Regions from separate parts of the Sus scrofa genome. Here region 1 is linked to region 2. A link is a contact called in public HiChIP or PLAC-seq data. All regions are on one chromosome and are shown on one strand. The core of a region is the stretch at or near the end of the contact, and the rest is flanking DNA. Distances in the headings are between cores, read along the strand shown. Region 1 holds the start of SIPA1 (signal-induced proliferation-associated protein 1). Region 2 holds the start of SART1 (U4/U6.U5 tri-snRNP-associated protein 1).

What was found. HiChIP or PLAC-seq counts read pairs in DNA pulled down with a chosen protein or histone mark.
Region 1: an H3K27ac HiChIP or PLAC-seq map of alveolar macrophages shows a contact between it and region 2. The contact joins the promoter of SIPA1 here to the promoter of SART1 in region 2. A contact is called at or near these places in 1 of 5 promoter capture datasets (fetal liver) and 1 of 2 datasets of contacts at active chromatin or transcription factors (alveolar macrophages).

What each region holds. Positions count from the first base shown.
Region 1 is chr2:6,617,279-6,620,710 of Sscrofa11.1, forward strand. SIPA1 (signal-induced proliferation-associated protein 1) reads right to left here and starts at 1,278. Exons shown (of 16, transcript XM_021082850.1): 1 at 1,173-1,278. PCNX3 (pecanex-like protein 3) reads right to left here. Exons shown (of 34, transcript XM_021082830.1): 33 at 3,032-3,175; 34 at 1,935-2,948. The coding sequence ends at 2,378.
Region 2 is chr2:6,371,595-6,375,056 of Sscrofa11.1, forward strand. It overlaps SART1 (U4/U6.U5 tri-snRNP-associated protein 1), which reads right to left and starts at 1,748. Exons shown (of 20, transcript XM_003122517.6): 1 at 1,339-1,748. The coding sequence starts at 1,651. TSGA10IP (testis-specific protein 10-interacting protein) reads right to left here. Exons shown (of 9, transcript XM_021083386.1): 9 at 3,023-3,185. The coding sequence ends at 3,062.

The DNA of each region.
Region 1 (3,432 bases), core at 28-2,527, 250 kb after region 2:
GGGGCAGGAGATGTGTGGGTAACCCACTAGGGGTGCAGGCACCTGCTGGCGGGTCTTTGTGCATCACCCAGTGACTGTGTGGGGCTGGGCTAGGAGGGGGCGGAGGCAGAGGCCCCAGGCATCCCTCGGCTAAAGCTCCAGAACCAAGCAGGGACAAAGCCTCCGAAGCTGAGTGTCTCCTCCCTTGGTTTCTCCTGGACAAGGTCCTGACGCTAACCCTAAAGTTCTGTTCTCTCATCTCTAAAACGGGGTTAACCATTCCTGCTGCCCCCCAGCACTGCTGGGAGACTGAAAGGAAGGTGAATCGAGCGCAGCTGGCCATGTGTTAGTGTGAGGTGGCAGAGGCAGGCCCTGGCTCCAAGTGCCCAGCTCCTGGGCCTGGACTGTGGTGTGGGTGAAGTGTGTGTGATAGGGGCGAGAGAGGACATGTGCGAGGGGGGTCTGGGCAGGGCCCCACTCCGGGTGGGCTGAGCTCTGTGTAGCTGTGCGGGCATGGCCTGTGGGCTGCCTCTTGTTCTGGCACAGTGCCAGGCTCTGGCCCTGCCTTAGGGGGTGTTCTTGGGCTCTGCCCCCCACCCGGCAGCTTCACACAGGGTCCATTGAGGCCGGGACATTCCTCGCGGCCTGTGTCACTGGGAGGAGGGGGCCGGCCGGCTCCCACAGATCCGGAAGGCCTGGCTGCCCCAGGAGGAGGCGCTGGACGCTTCCCAGCACATCTGGAGGTCATGACCCCACTTGTGCTGCCAGGGGCCGCGACAGATGTTTCCTCCCAGGCCAGGCCCGCGGTTGGGGGGCAATGTGCAAAGGCTGGGTAGGAGGCCGCCCAGGCAGAAGGGGAGCCCCAGGATAGGGGGAACCCGGCACACAGTCGGCAGGCAGCAGGGCAGTCGCCAGCGCCGCTGAGAGGGAGTCGGGAACCTTCGCATCCACTCACCCGCACGCACGCCGGTGGGGGCCGGGGCCATCGGGCAAGAGGGTGGGGGTGGGGCGCTGGTCAGAGGCAGGGGACTGGACTTGCTGACTTGGGACTGGAGCCCAGCGGGAGATTGGGAGGGTGCAACAGCGAACGAGGAGAGGACCCCCACCCACCCTCCACCTGGGTCCACACCAGGCCACTTCCTTCCCTGTCTGGCCCGACCACCGTGCCTCCGCACCCCCGCTCCCGCCGGTACCTCTGGGGCTCCCGCCCGGCCGCCTCCTCCCGCGCTGGGGTCCCGCTGCCTGCTCTCCCGCTACCGCTCCGGGCGCCGGCTCCGCCTGGGGGCGGGGCTATGCCGGGGGCGGGGCCGGCCCGGAGGGGCGGGGCGGGCCCGCGCCGGCCGCGGCGGGAAGCGCAGCGGGGCGGGCGGGGACTGCAGGCTTGGCCGTGGTCAGCCCCGCGCGGGGTTTGAGCGCCTGCCCTGAGACAGGCCCAGCCCAGCGAACTGTCCGACCTCAGCCCTCGGCTGAGAAACCGGAACAAGTGTACCTGCCTCCCTAACCGACTTGGGGCGAGGACACCGAAGGGTTCAGCTCCTGCCTGACACACAGCAAGGGCTCAGCAGGCGCCACTACTCACGAGCACCGGGTCCTGCTCTGCACACGCGCGCTCGTGTACCCTTAGAACCCAGGGGTCAACTATGTTATACTGAAGAAACTGAGGTTCAGAGAAAGGCTCTGGCCAGGGTCAAGGCTGGTAAGCGTAGGAACTGCAACTCTTTGGACGTTTCATGCTGAGACATGGAATGCAAACTTCAGATCAAGGCTTGAAAAGGGAACAGGCTCCTGAGGGAAAGGATCCCGTCCTACTTGAACCTCACCTCACCTTGGTCTAACCTTGACCCTGTCATAACCCAGACCCACATCCCTCATGCCCTCTTCTGTGCTCATCTACCCTGACCTAGCCAGCTCTTCTCCCCTCCACCCAAACGTCCCCAGATAGAAGAAACTGCCAACCAAAATCAAAAATAGTGTTATTAATTCTGGTGTCTCCGAAGCACGAAAAAAAAAAAGAAAGAAAAAAAAAAAAAAAAGAAACCTTCCCTTCCCACATATCAGCCCCAAGTCCAGGTCAGGGGGCTACCCCTGCAGGCAGTGCAAGCCAAGGCAGTCCTGGCCATGGGCTTGAAGGGGGACCAGCCCATGGGTTTGGCTCTTGGGCCTGGCTGGGAGGCTGCCTGCCTTTGGGAGCCCAGGCCCTGGATTAGGGATGAGAGATCAGGGGTCAAGGTCAGAAGTCTGGGCTACTCAGTTCTGGTGCTCTGGCTAAGGCAGCCAGAGGTCAGGGTTCACATGTGGGAGTCAAAGCCACTCAGTTCTGTGGTCCAGTAGAGAGACCCAAAGGCCAGGGGTCCAAGTTACTGAATCCAGGGCGAGGACCCAGCGGGAACCGGGCCACTCAGTACTGATGCTCCAGCAGGGGCTGGGCAGCTGGGCTCTCCTGCTCCTCAGCAGGCGCAGGCCAGTCGCCCAGGGCCCCCGTGGGCGTGCCACTCTCAGCAGCACTGCCATCCAGGCAAGGAAAGTCCTGTGCGGCTCTGGAGGGCGAGGCGTCGGTGTTGATATCCGGGCTGAGGCTGAGGTCTAGGGGCGCCTGGGGAGGAGAGAGAGGTTGGTGGGAGAGCAGACCTGAGCTGCCCGGGACCTGACCCTCCCATAAGAACCTTACCTGAGATTTGGGGGTGCTTCCTTTAGGGCTCCCTGAGGCTGGCTCCCCCTCGGATCCCCCTAGCCCTTTCCGACCCCCCAGGCTCCACTTCCCGCTGGGACCCTCAGAACTAAGGAGACCAGGGCCAGGGGGCCTTGAGGGCCTGGGACCCTCAGTGGGGGCAGGCGAAGCAGGGGACGGTCCAGGGAGCCGAGGGGGCGGCCACTGCAGCAGAGGAGGGGGACGCCCATCACCAGAGCCACTCAGGGAGGGCCTCGGGCCCCAGGCAGGGCCTGGTGGGAGGGGCTGGTCGCCGCCGCCTGTGGGAGACAGATAAGAGGCAGAGACCTTCGTGGGCCAGGCCTCCCTCCTCACTCACTGGTTCGCCCAGGCCCGGCCTGCTCACCTGCTGTGTTCTCAGGTGTGGGCTGTGCCAAGGGAGGGTTACTGGCAAGAGAGGTCAAGCCGCTGCCGCCGCCACCGCCGCCGCAGTCTGAGTCATCCACGTTCCCACCGCTGTTGCAGCCGGCACCACAGCCCTTGTGAAGCCTGCGGGAGGAGGCAGAGAAGAGACTGGCGGGGGTGGGGGCTTGGGAGGTGGAGGGGAGACGCAAAGGCCCCCGACCCAAGACAAGTCACCTAACATCTCGGAGCCCCAGGGTCCTGTTTCTAGAAGACTTTGCCGCCTGCCTGCCAGGGCTTTTGAGGAAAGCACTGAAGGCCAAAGGCCACCTTGAGCTCGGGCTGAGGGGAGCAGGGGGTGCAGCTGGATGGGCCCTGAGGGCTCAAGCCTGGCTCCCGCACTC
Region 2 (3,462 bases), core at 498-2,997:
AAATCCGATGGATTCTCTGCCACTCTGGTTTTGCCTCATCTCCTGTGGTGTGTGACACCACTGATCACGCCCACAGATCCCATGACATGAGATGCTATGGTATTCTTGCTTTGGGGAACATCCAACCTCCTTTTTTGTACCATCTTGCTCCGCCTGCTACTAAAACGTAGACATTCCTGAGGTTCTGCCCCCGACCCTGGCTTCTCAATCCTCACTCTCTCAAGGGACTTCATTTGCCATTGAACCCTTATGACTCTCAAACTGCTCTGTCCTGCCCAAGCCCTGAGTTTCCCCATGTGCCTCATGCAACACTCCTCAAAACTGAATTCACTGTCTCTCTCCAAAAAATCTGCTTCTCTTCCAAACTCAACTTCCGTCGACAACACTACCACCCACCTGGTCACACCAGCCAAAATCCAAGGACCATCCTCAATTCCTTCTTCTCCTTCCCACTGTCATCCAAGTGCTTAAGCTCTGTCACCTCCTCCTCCAAAACACCTCTCCAATGGGTCAACGACTCTCCATCCCGCTGCTGCTGCCCTGGTGCCAGCCATGGCCAGTCCTTACCTCCTCTATGGGTCTTGACTGCTCTTTACCCAGTTCTCAACACAGTGTTCTCTGTGATAACGTGAATACGACTAACTCGCTCCCCAGCTCGAATTCATGGCTCCCTATTACTTTTGAAACAAAGTTCAAAATTTTTTGTTTTTTGTTTTCTCAGGGCCACACCCTGGCATATGGAGGTTCCCAGGCTAAGGGTCGAATTGGAGCTACAGCTGCCGGCCTACACCACCGCCACAGCCACGCCAGATCCGAGTTGCACCTGTGACCTACACCACAGCTCAAGACAGTGCAGGATCCTTAACCCACTGAGCCAGGCCAGGGGTCGAACCCACAACCTCATGGTTCCTAGTCGGATTCGTTTCCGCTGCGCCAGGACGGGAACGCCAACAAAATTCAATTATCTTAACAGGCTTGCAGGAGCCTCTGTGTTCGGACCCCTGCCTCATGTCTCTGCTATGAGCTCTACATAACCTGCCCAATACCAGGTGTCCTCCTGCCTCTACACACGATGGTACCACTCCATGCGTTCACTCGACACATTTAGCGAGTGCCTGTGATGTGTCAGTTAAGGAAAACAGAGAAAATCTCCACCTTCACGGAGTTTAGCAGAGAAAGCCAACCCTTAATCCCAAATAATCAAAACAAGACCCTTCCAAATGCGCTGACGACGGGCCTGGGGATGGCTGGGCCTGTGGGCTTGGCTTCCATCCCCGAGGCCCTCCACCCTGAGACCCTCCCCATCGCCCCGCCCCCTGCCCAGGCCCCGCCCCTCACCGGCCTCGTAGCCTTCATCTCGCTTCTCCCGCTTCACGCGGCGCTCGGAGGGCTCTGTCTGGCTACGCTCCCGCCCGTGCGTGCTGCTGCGGGCCTCCGCTTCGGCCCCGCGCCGCCCGCTCCCGCGCTCGCTCCCACGCTCCCGGCTCCGCTTTCGTCGTTCGCCACCGCTGCTGCCGCCGCCGCTGCTCCGGTGCTTGTGTTTTTTGTGCTCCCGGTGCCGAGGCGGCTGCTCGGTGGCGCTCCCGGTGCTCGCTCCTGCCGTAGTCCCGGCCGCCTCCTTCTCCCCGCGGTGCTTCTTTGACGACCCCATGGTGGTAGGTCCACCCGAGCCCCGCCGCCGCCGCCGCCGCCGCCACCGCCGCCGCCGAGCCCCGACGGCGCAAAATGGGAACACTTCCGGGTCGGGCCCGGCTGCGCCGTCGCGTTGCCGGAAACCAAGAGCGGCTGCTTCCGTCCTTTGCCTCGGAGCTGCCCCAAAGGCTCATGGGAAGGCTGGGATCGGGCCCGACTGCGCATTCGCGGCCGGCACTGGCCGAGCGGCGGTCTTTGACATAGTGGTCGGATTGCGCGTGCGCTCAAGCTTGAGGGGCGCGTTCGAGTCCGGGGAAGACCGTATCCCAGAATTTGAAGGACCTAGGGCCCATCTAAGCCAGCATGGCCTCCCTGGCTTCCCTCCGCTTGCACACCCTCAGCCACGGGATGCTCACTGCAGCGCCCGCCGCTCCAGCAGAAGTCCTCCTAGTAGACTCCCTGGGGTCGTGGCCGATCAGGTGTAGGAGGACGGAGCACGTTCTGCTCCTGAGACCCTCAGCTCCACAACCCAGCCTCCTCCCAGCCCCCACAACTAATATTGTCTGCAAACGCTGCCTTCCCACGGTCCCTGAATTGGGTTTTTTTAACGTGCGCTTTGACTGCTACGGAGCTCGAGATGGGCCTTTGCATGCCTGTGAACCCCTGAAATCGAACGCAAAATTTAGCACATCGGGGTGTGTGTGTGTGTGTGTGTGTGTGTGTGTGTGTGTGTGTGTGTGTGTGAGAGAGAGAGAGAGAGAGCGCGCTCGCGGGAGCTGCTGCTGCTTTTTTTTTTTCCCTCTTGAGAGGAGCTCTAACTTGAAGTTGCTTGAAGCTAAAATCTCAGTTTACACAGGAATTCTCCTATGGCGCAGCGAGTTAAAGATCTAAAGATCCGGGACTGTCACTGGAGCGACTTGGGTCACTCCTGTGGCTTGGGTTCAATTCCTGACCCAGGAACTCTCGCATGCCACAGGCACAGCCAAATAAACAACAACAACAAAAACTCTGTTCACACAATCTCTCCATCCCTCCTGACACCCCTCACCTCCCAGTTGCCCCATCTGGAGGCCCATCTGTCTGTGATTATGCTCCCCTTTAAAGTTCCGCTTTCCTCCCCCCCAGAACTGGGAGTTCCCAAAGGCAGAAGCCATTCTGTCCTATTCACTCTTGACTTTCTAGGACCCAGCATTTCTAGGGCAAGTTGCCGCTGTTGCTCTTGGAGATGCCATGCTCACACCTCAGGAGCAGAGGCAGAGCTGTGCACAGGGAGGGGGCAGCCAGAACAGCCAGAGTTCCTCTGGGATGTGGGGAAAGCCTGCTGCAAACCCACCTGCCACCGCCAGCTCCCAACACGCAGCCCCTTCCCACCACCAGAAATCTCACACTATTTTCCACAAAGCATTTAATTTTATTTTTAATTTTAATCTTAGACACCAGACTCCTGGTCTGAGCTTGAGTTAGAGTGCTTATCAGGCTGGCTGCCGGTGGATCCTGTCTTCGTGGGGCTCTGAGAAGAGTCCTGCATTCTTGCCCCCACTGACCTGTGGCTCCTTAAAGACAAAAGACACCAAGAGGCCACTGGGCTCTACAGCTCTCTGTCCCTGTGCCCAAGAAGACATGGGCTGTTGGATGGGTGAGGCCATCATCACTGATGTCGGGGCTCCTGTACTGTGTGACCCTGAGAAGTGATTACCCCTCCTCAAGCCTCAAAACCCCTGCTGTGCACCTAGTTGTTGGAAAGCATACGCGTATGTGGAGTGACTGGCCAGGCCCCAGCCCAGGGTGGGAACTTGGTGTGCGGTGCATTCCTGTGTCCTTGGGCATGGC